Linked DNA regions of Mus musculus: region 1 is linked to region 2. Evidence: chromatin contacts called from public HiChIP or PLAC-seq data. All regions are on one chromosome and are shown on one strand. Each heading gives the region's core, a stretch centred on a gene start, on an enhancer-like site or on the middle of the called end of the contact. The rest is flanking DNA. Distances are from core to core; before and after follow the strand shown.

Region 1 (4,580 bases), core at 1,454-3,953, 150 kb before region 2:
CACTTGACCTTAGCAGCGTGAGTATCATTGCACCTAGGAGGCCGGCTGGACACAATCTCAAGGCAAGGGACAACTAAGCACCACTCCAGTGGGAGCCGAAGTGGCTGCATGAAGGGCATCAACAGAGAACCAGGGAATGAAGTGGGGATGGGGGGAGGGAGTTGGGAACAGTGGGTAAGATCTCTAGACTGCAGATCTTGGTGTGCTGTGGGGACTTGATGGGGTGGGTGCACATGAGAGGCTTGGCTGAATCAGCAGCTATTGGTTGCTGGATGAGCTAGAGCAAGAAGGGGTCAACAGAGCTCAGGCATGGGGGACTTTGAAACAAGGGCAGCGGGCATGCTGGGTGGGCACAGCCGCCAGGGTAAGGTGTGTAGGCACAGGAAAGGAGGTGATGGGGCCTCAGCAAAAAACACAGCACAGGAGGCAAGAAGCAAAGGTTACCTTCCACATGAAGTTGCTGGGCTGGCCAGAGCCTTAGACTGGCAGAATAGACATTAGAGAAGGCCAGAGGCAATGAAAAACTTCATGGCTTTAAAGGAATTTTAAATCAAGAGCAGAGGCTGCCTGGCATGTTTAGATGTGTTTGTTTTCTAGTGTGCTGGATGGAACCCAGAGCCTTGGGTATGCTGGGCAAGTATCCAACACTGAGCTATATCATTTGGTGTTTTTTAAAAAAAAGAATTAACAATATTTGAAACATTTTCTCTTGAATAGCCGTTATTTCTGGCCACAAAGGATGACCTTCCGAATCAGGACCGGGGGTGGGGGGGGGAGCCCATCTATTGCCCATAGTCCTTCAGCTCCTCTTGTGTCGGACCATTAGGGAGCCAGTCCTAGCCAACTGCCCTGGTTCTCACCACTTGAGTCTTGACACTGCTCAGACACTAGGTGGCAGCTGCTGTTCTTCATGGTTACAGATCAAGACCAATTTCCTTAGCTAATGGCTCCAAGAATGTGGCTGCTCAACTCTTCAAAGGGCTTCTGGGCAGGAATGTAGAGCAATCGCTGATCTGGCAGGACCATCGAGGTGGGCAAATATGAGCACAAGCTCCCAAGACTAGGGCCTCACTCGCTGGGGGTTGTTCCTCCGTGTGTGTGTGTGTGTGTGTGTGTGTGTGTGTGTGTGTGTGTGTGTGTGACAGCCGGCTGGCTACCTGTGAGTCTCTGTGTCCTCTGTGATGCAGAATTGAATCTAGAGACCACTAATGAGCAGATGACTACAGAACACACTCCCCATCCTACCAGGGGGCAGCTCAACCTTTTGTGGGGAGCCTCTAGTCCTGGAAGCCACCTGGCCCTGACTGTGAAACTCCCCAAAGGAGGAAAGGCTCTGACATACAAGGAGAGCAAGGAAGAGGCGCTCCCAGTGGGTGTCTTGAAAGAGCAGCTACTTCCCGACCTTACCTTTCCTGAGGCTCTTTCCTACCTCTAAGGTTCTTGGCTTTCTGCTTGGGCCCTGGGGTAGAAAGGAACGGCCAAGAAGCTAGAAGCCAAATAGATTATGACCTATACTTTCCCACAGCCAGTGTGCCAGTGACAATCTTGGGTCCTTTCCTTGCAAGCAATAGAAATGAAGGCTAATGTAGACAAGAGAATTCCCGAGTGGCTCAAAGCATGAGGGACAGCCAAACCCTAGGCCCTGGAGGAAGGACTCAATGTGCATCCTGTGTCACTTGCTTTGCTGATCATCATAACCAAATAATTTCAGAAGTAACTTGAGAGATGGGAGGTTTTGTTGTCTTAGAGTTTTACAGCTGTGAACAGACACCATAACCAAGGCAACTCTTATAAGGACAACATTTAATTGGGGCTGGCTTACAGGTTCAGAAATTCAGTCCATTATCATCATGGTGGGAACATGGCAGCATCCAGGCAGGCATGGTGTAGGAGGAGCTGAGAGTTCTACATCTTCATCTGAAGGATGCTAGCAGAAGACTGGCTTCCAGGCAGCTAGGATGAGAGTCTCACAGCCCATACCCACAGTGACAAACCTACTCCAACAGGGTCACACCTTCGAATAGTGCCATTCCCTGAGCCAAGCATATACAAACCATCACATTTGTTGTTGCCTACATTAGCAGAGGTTTTATTTAGCCCATGGCCACTGGGTGGCAGAACCACAAGACACTGGAAGTTCTTTGTCTTAGGGTAGACAACTGGGGGAGGGGAGGCAAGGGGACAGGAGCAGGGAGAGGGAGAGGGAGAGAACACACAAACCAGGTATAACCTCCAAAGACATGCCCCAATGAGCTACCCCTGCAGCTCTGTTTAAGTAGTAATATTTGAGATCTCCAGAGTGTCTCCTGTCAGCAAATGTTCCCTGAGTTTGTGTCCACTCAGGGGTTAGACCACTAGCAGCAGGCCACGGGTGGGCTCTGTCTCTCACCTTCTCATGGGTTTCAGCTCTGGGTGACCCGTTAGAGGAGAAGCTGACTCTGGGTCTTGAGCTACCTGTGCTAAGGCTCAGAGAAAGTGTATGCCACATGGATCAGAATACTGTGTGGCACCAGGTGCACCCCCCTTTCTCTGGGACTTCTCTGTCTCATCTGTAGTATGGAAGTGAGTCATTTAACCCCAAGAGCCAGGGTATTTAGAGAAAGCCCTCTGTAAACTTAAGTCCTGATGAATGTGAGTCACTACTTCCCTTGCTAGCTTGGCCATGCCTTATCCTGTCCTTTACCTTAGCATTTTGAAACCCATGCATGTGTTCTGACCACTACCCTTTACCTTGCCTTCTGAGTCAGTGACTCTGACTTCTGGATAGTGTCTGGGTCAAGAATGGCAAGCCAACTTTTGTGGTTGTCTGCAGCTCTGGATTGACTCACTGCGAAAGTGATGCAATTGATTAGTAATGTCTGCCAAGGCCCTTGGAAGGGGAGTGGAGGTTCACCTGCCACATCCGTACCATTGTCTGGGGCTTGATGATGGGCTGTCTGATGCAAGTTCCCTGACCTCACTGCCACATCTCAGCCTGGCTCTGGTGGTTTCCCTCCCACAGGAATGAAGAATAGGGAAGCATCACTCGCTTGCACTGGGAGCCCAATCAAGAAAGCCTGGCTTGGATATGGGTTGCCCAGGAGCTACAGTTGAAAGCCTGGGTAATAGTCAGGGAGGGAACCTCTAGGGGAAAGCTGTTCAAAAGAGCTCAGAGGTTTACGGTCTTGCTTCCAAGTCTGACGGATTGAGTTTGAACCCCTGGATTCATGTGGTAGGACAGAAACAACTACTGGATGTTGTCTTCTGACCTGCATGTGCGCCATAGCATGCATGCCCCCCCCAACAAACAGATAAATGTAATAGAGAGGGGAGGGAAAATGAGAAGGGAGAAGCAAAGGAGGTGAACAGAAGGGGGAATGGTTCTTTCAGAGGTAACTAGGTGGGAGAGATGGGTGGGCTAAAGAGGTGGAACTTCCAATCATTGTACATTTGATATGGGGCTAATGGCCTTGGATGCATTAGGAACAAGTTAAAATAAGCCTGCCATACCCAGCTCTCATCAGCTCACTGCACTTAAGATGTGGCCCACAACTCTGTACTGTCCCCAGATTCAAACTCCAGTGTCTGCTTGGAAACTTCTTCCTTCCTCAGGCTTCTGGTCTCCCCCTCCCCCATTGCATCCACACTCTGCAGTTCCTGCCTGGGTTGAGCTCTGGGGTGTCCCCCCATCAGGCTTCTGGCAGTCACACACCCCCAACAGTTCTGGAAACACATGGGATTCCATCTGCCTGAAAACCATTCTCTCCTCCACTTGCATGCGTCCCCCATCTTCATCCTGGAGCCTCTTCCCCAGGAACTCTGGCTTCCCTCTTAGGTGCCCTCAAAGCATCTACCATTTCTCCACCCACATCTGCATCCCTGCACCACCCCACCCCACCCCGCCCTGACTTGGTTCTTAGGGGCAATCCAAGCTTTGTGTTCACTTCCAACTCCTGATTAGACCAACTGCCAGCTACAACCCCATGCAACAGGGGTCTATAGTCACTGTGAGTAGCACAAGTGCCCACTGGTGTGCATCACCAGTGTGAAACTTGCTGCTTTGGCAATTCCCAGAGGACGCTTTCATGTGCAGGGCCCAAAAGGCTTAGAAGAATGGTGACCCAGAAGAGCAACTCTGCTTCACCTCGGACTTAGACAGTCCCCACTCCGAACCCTTAGCTTTGGGAGAGGGCAAGAATCCACCCGACACTCTTCCTGCAAAACTATGGGCCATGCCCCATTCCTTGACCTGCTCTGCACACATGGAGACAAAGCAGGCAGTTGTTCTCTTTCAGGAACCTTTCTTTCCCTTTAGGGCAGGATCCATGGTTTTCCTATGTGTTAAAGCAGAAAAATGAGACTTGTGATTTGTCTGCCATTGTTATCAGTGTGTGTATGTACACACACCCATGTGGAGTGTAGGCACACCTGGACCATGAGACAAGTGGGGATCAAGGACAGTGTCAGGTGCCAGCCTTTGCCTTCCATCCTGCGTGAGGCAGGGGCTCTTTTGTATTGTCTCCTGCTGCCTTTGGCTAGCTGCAGCAAGCTTCTGGGAATTCTGTCTGCACCTCCCATTGCTGTAGGAACTCTGGGATTCA
Region 2 (5,091 bases), core at 1,105-3,604:
GACTGTTATAAGTCACCATGTGGGTGCTGAAAACTGAGCTTGTCTCCTGTGGGTCTCCTGCAAGAGCAACAGATGCTCTTAACCACTGAGCCATCTCTCCAGCCCTGAATTTCACTTACTTCAAGGAGTCTATTCTTATTCTCCTTTGGGAATCCAACTGTGAGTTAACTTGACTTTAACAGACCCCGTTTCTGTTCCTATCTAGCAACCATTGTTCTGTCTTGCTTTTCTCTCCCTGCTCCTTCCCTTCGACTTCCAAGCCAAGTGGCTCAAACACTTATTTTTCTTTCCTTTGTTGGCTTCTGTCGCTTAGATTGAGTGCCTACCTATAGAGCACGAGTAAATACAGACCCGAAAAGGGCAAAATGAAAATAGCCTCTGGAATGATGATGAGGCCTGATAGGCGCTTCCAGGGACCTGGGGTTGCTGTCAAACAATCCGGGCGGCTCTTCTGGGTTGTCAAAGACAGGGAGGGGGCAATTGCCCAACTCCTGAGGGTACTGTTCACTAAAAAGCTGGTCTTCTGGCCTCACTCTGTGTGTGTGTGTGTGTGTGTGTGTGTGTGTGTGTGTGTGTGTGTAAGGTGAGGCACCTCCTCACAAGGAACTTCCTCCAGCTGGCTGTTTACAGAACCCACCAGCACAATGCCAGAGCATTAAGTCAGCCTCTGCTACCCAGCCTCCCCCACAACACTGCATGAGTGTTCCATTATGTTTGGATTTTTGCTGCTGGTATTGATTGTTGCCTTAATTGGCAGGCTGTGTACCAAAGTAAAAATAAACACAGGGGTTTGTACAGAGACATAGAGAAGGACTGTGTCTCTAGGGCCAGGAGAAGCCCTGCTGGGAGACCCAGGGGTCAACCCAGGCCTTGTGCTTAGTATAGCTCTTGCAACTGAGGTAAGGATGTTTGTCATCCGTGTCCTGCCCTTCACAGGGTGGACAGCTGTGGGTGGATAGCTGTGGTCATCCCCACACACTGAGTTCATAGCTGCCGGATGACATCCAAGTGGGGCTGACCAGGAAGCAGTGATCTCAAGGCTAGAACAGCAGCCCCACCCCTCAGTTCATTTCCACAAGCAGCTGCCTCAGCTGGCCAGTCACCACAATTTGGGGTTAAGGGTATGGTCCTGAAAGAGCAGGCAGCAACAACTATTACTACACAGGCAAAGACTATTCACAGAGAGTTGTTATGTCATATTCGGTGTGTAAGCCAGTTGTTCTCACGTGCTTAGCCAGGTGATGCTGTGTTATCACTCTTCCTGCCGTCAAATTAAAAACTAAAACCATAACTAAACAATAAAATCAATCCAGGCATGGTGGTGCATATCTGTAAACCCTGCACTTGGGAGGTAATGGACATAGGATCGGGAGTTCAAGGTCAGCCTCAGATTTGAAGAGTTCAAAGCCATATCGGGCTATGTAAGACCTTGTCTCAAAAAAAAAAAAAAAAAAAAACAAACAAAAAACAAAAAACAAAAACAAAACAAAAAAAAAAAAACCAGTCATTCTTACCGCCATTTACAGACAGGGACTAGGATTAACGGTGAAGATCTGAAAGGCCTAGGATTTTGTGCCTAGGTTCAAAATTTGCATCTGTAAGAAGTAAAACACTTAGTGTTCCTGTGTGTGTTTACTTGCTTATTGCGCTCCCCCTCCTGCCCCCGTATGGCTTGTCTTGTTTACTGCCATTTTTCTGATGATAGGCTGTAAACTAAAGATGTGCAAGAATTTTGGCTTGTTCATTGCCGTATCGTTAGAGTATGAAACAAGAGTACATGTTCAATGAAAACTCATCCCTAAATAGAAATGACAGGTGAAAAACCTAGGTCAGAGCCTGGTCCCTCAGCACCTTAGGGGTCTAGACAGAACCGAGGAGTGGGCTGGGGGACTTCGGGGGCAGTGACAACCTATTTCTGGCATTGGGTCAAGGTCAACGAAAATCCCAGAAGTAAGGAGGCTGTAACGCCAGCCTGAACCCTCAGGTTCCCTTTTCTTTTTCTAAACCAGGAAATGCATTTTTCTCGCTGTGCCCGCGGAGAAGCACCACCCGCCCCAGAACGGAGCGACAGAGTGCAGGGGACCCGGAAGCAACCGAGCGCGTGGGGCTTGGGAGCCGGGCTCCCTAAGGAGGAGCGCGGGAGAAGCCCGGTGCCGCGCGGAAGCTTGGCTGGGCGCACCCCCGCTGCGGGCTCCCGCGCTCGCCCCGCGCCGTTCTACCTTAAGGGCGCAGACCTCCTTAAGCCGGGCGCGCGAGCCGTGGGTAGGGGCGGGACATCGCATGCAAATAAGGGGCGTGGGGCGGCGGGGCGGGGCGGGCGGGGCGCGGTCTGACGTCAGGTCCTCGGCTGGGGCAGTTGGCGCGGCGGCAGCGGAGCGGCAGGAGGGCAGGAGCGGAGGCGCCGAGTGAGGCGCGCGGCGGGGCGCGGGCAGCGGCGGGGCCGGAGCAACATGGCGCCGGGGGGCGGGGGCGGGCGGCGGGACGGCTGGCCGGCCCGAGGGCGCCTCCTCCTGGCTGCGCTGCTGCTGCTATGGACGCGGGCGGCCAGCGGCCAGAGCAGCCCCCAGCAGAGCGTGATCCTAGGCATGAGGCTAGCGAGCTGCAACAAGTCGTGCGGGATGAACCCGGATGGCATCATCTTCGTGTCCGAGGGCAGCACGGTGAACTTGAGGCTCTATGGCCACAGCCTGGGCGATATCTCCAGCAACCTGATCTCCTTCACCGAGGTGGACGACGCCGAGGCGGTCCACAACTCCACCAACTGCCTGGAGCTCACCAAGGACTTAGTGGTCCAGCGGCTGGTCAACGTGAGCCGCGGGAACACGTCGGGGATGCTAGTGGTGATTACCAAGTTCCTGCGGAGGAGCGAGAACATGAAGCTGTACGCGCTGTGCACCCGGCCCCGGGCCGACGGGCCCTGGACCAGATGGACGGACAAGGACTCCCTGCTCTTCATGGTGGAGGAGCATGGGAGGTTTCTGCCGCTCTGGCTGCACATCCTTCTCGTTATGGTGCTGTTGGTGCTGTCGGGCATCTTTTCTGGCCTCAACCTGGGGCTTATGGCCCTGGACCCGATGGAGCTGCGCATCGTGCAGAACTGTGGAACTGAGAAGGAGAGAAAGTATGCTCGCAAGATAGAGCCCATCAGGCGCAAGGGCAACTACCTGCTCTGCTCGCTGCTCCTGGGGAACGTGCTAGTCAACACCTCCCTCACCATCCTTCTAGACAACCTCATCGGGTCTGGCATCATGGCAGTGGCCTCCTCTACCATTGGCATTGTCATCTTTGGGGAGATCTTACCTCAAGCCCTGTGCTCCCGGCACGGGCTGGCTGTGGGTGCCAACACTATTGTTCTCACCAAAGTCTTTATGCTCCTCACTTTTCCCTTGAGTTTCCCCATTAGCAAACTCCTGGACTTCGTCTTAGGTCAGGAGATTCGCACTGTTTACAATCGGGAGAAGCTGATGGAGATGTTGAAGGTGACAGAGCCCTATAATGACTTGGTGAAGGAGGAGTTAAATATGATCCAGGGTGCCCTGGAACTAAGGACCAAAACTGTGGAGGATATCATGACCCAGCTACACGACTGCTTCATGATCCGCAGTGATGCCATTCTGGACTTCAACACCATGTCGGAGATTATGGAGAGTGGCTACACTCGCATTCCTGTGTTTGAAGATGAGCAATCCAATATTGTAGATATCCTGTATGTCAAAGACTTGGCTTTTGTTGACCCGGATGACTGCACCCCGCTCAAGACCATCACTCGCTTCTACAACCACCCGGTACATTTTGTTTTTCATGACACCAAGCTGGATGCCATGCTAGAGGAATTTAAGAAGGGTAAGGACTGGTGTAGCTCCTGGTTAAATGTCCTTTTGATACCTCTCGTTCCCCTGAAGCATCCCCTGCATGCTCTCTGTCTGCAGGTTTTACTCTTCTGTTTGTGCGATTTATTCTGGGTCCCCCTGTCCATGGCTTCCTATGCTTCTGGTGTGAACGTTATCAGGCGCAGCAGAAGCGGTTCTCAAGCCTTTGCCTTCTGCCAGGCACTGTGTTCTGTGCTTAGTTGAATCAAAGCTGAAGGAGATACACTTGTCTGGAGCTGGTGAAGGGAGACAGGGTAAGGCTCATTCATGCCTGAAATGAGGCAGCCACCAGGCCTCCTGGGTGGGTGGGGAAGTAGCCAGGGAGCTGAGGATGTTGTCACAGGGGAAGGCACATTTGAGGGGAATCTTAAAAGATGAAGTGACTTGGGCCTGGGTCACACCCCTCTTGTGAGGAAGCCAAGGATTCGCTTGTGGTTCAGCAGGTGGTTCTGTCTAGTGGACCTTCTGGCTCTGCTGGTCCATGGCCATCAGGGGACGGGTTGGAGTTTTGCACACTTTTCCCCCCCGAGTTTGTTCCAGGTTTGGAACTGTGTGTCCTCACCAGGGTAGAACCGTCAGTCACCCTCCAGCCCACAAGCAAAACTGGGAGGTCTCTCCTCGGCTCCCAACTCAGAACAGTGCCAACGTGCAGTTCCCGCTGCTTAGCAGAAGCGTGGAGAGCAAGCTTTGGTTATTGTTCCATCTTTCCCAAGAGCCAAACATAAACCTGCCCCCAACTCCCAGTCTTCAGGGGCCCTTGCTCTGTGTGTGCTCTCTCGTGTGTGCTTGGCTAGCTCCCAGGTAGGTAGGCACTTAAGAGGGTTTACTCCCCAGCCTCCAAGCTCAGACAGGGCACACACCCTTTGCCTTATTCCCAACAAAGACTTCTTCCCTCTTCTACTCTGAAACCCTCAAAAGTAGCTGTGAAACAAGGTTATCAAGTGAAACCCTCCTAGGCTGAAGGAGGTGAGGAGGAAGAAAGGGCGACTCTTTAGAGAAGACCCCGAAGCTCGTTCTGTAGGGACCTTGCTTCATAATCCTAGACCCAACCATCCTCCTGTATGTAGAGCTGTCTCTGGCAAAGGCTCAAGCTGGGAACCACTAGTTGTGGATAAGTCCGGGGTCATTTCTGAAACTGGAAGGTGGTGGACAGTCTTGAAATGGGATCAGGAGAGAAGAGATGGCCTTACCAGAAGGTGCACTTGGGTCTGGGTCAAGGCCA

What was found. HiChIP or PLAC-seq counts read pairs in DNA pulled down with a chosen protein or histone mark.
Region 1: a contact with region 2 is called in a FOXA1 HiChIP or PLAC-seq map of pancreatic cancer cells. The contact joins the enhancer-like site here to the promoter of Cnnm4 in region 2. A contact is called at or near these places in 15 of 39 promoter capture datasets (the 3T3-L1 cell line, 3T3-L1-derived adipocytes, the C10 cell line and 10 more), 3 of 15 datasets of contacts at CTCF or cohesin (CD8 T cells, the NIH/3T3 cell line and large pre-B cells), 38 of 484 Hi-C or Micro-C datasets (the 4T1 cell line, the AML12 cell line, the Ba/F3 cell line and 23 more), 27 of 115 datasets of contacts at active chromatin or transcription factors (the 230-238 cell line, CD8 T cells, the HPC-7 cell line and 19 more) and 4 of 9 other capture datasets (adipose tissue, embryonic stem cells, liver and 1 more).

Annotation. Positions count from the first base shown.
Region 1 is chr1:36,323,333-36,327,912 of GRCm38.p6, forward strand. It overlaps Arid5a (AT rich interactive domain 5A (MRF1-like)), which reads left to right. Exons shown (of 7, transcript NM_001172205.1): 7 at 1-697. Among named protein-coding and RNA genes, the nearest start is that of Arid5a, 18 kb to the left of the region's middle. Within about 2 kb of position 2,704, at least 72 of the 459 cell types and tissues checked have an H3K27ac peak or open chromatin away from gene starts, as enhancers often do. A contact at or near this core is called in the 4T1 cell line, the C2C12 cell line, CD8 T cells and 10 more, where this site is marked.
Region 2 is chr1:36,469,243-36,474,333 of GRCm38.p6, forward strand. Cnnm4 (cyclin M4) reads left to right here and starts at 2,355. Exons shown (of 7, transcript NM_033570.2): 1 at 2,355-3,843. The coding sequence starts at 2,451. It overlaps Gm33454 (predicted gene, 33454), which reads right to left and starts at 2,527. Exons shown (of 3, transcript NR_168706.1): 1 at 2,220-2,527.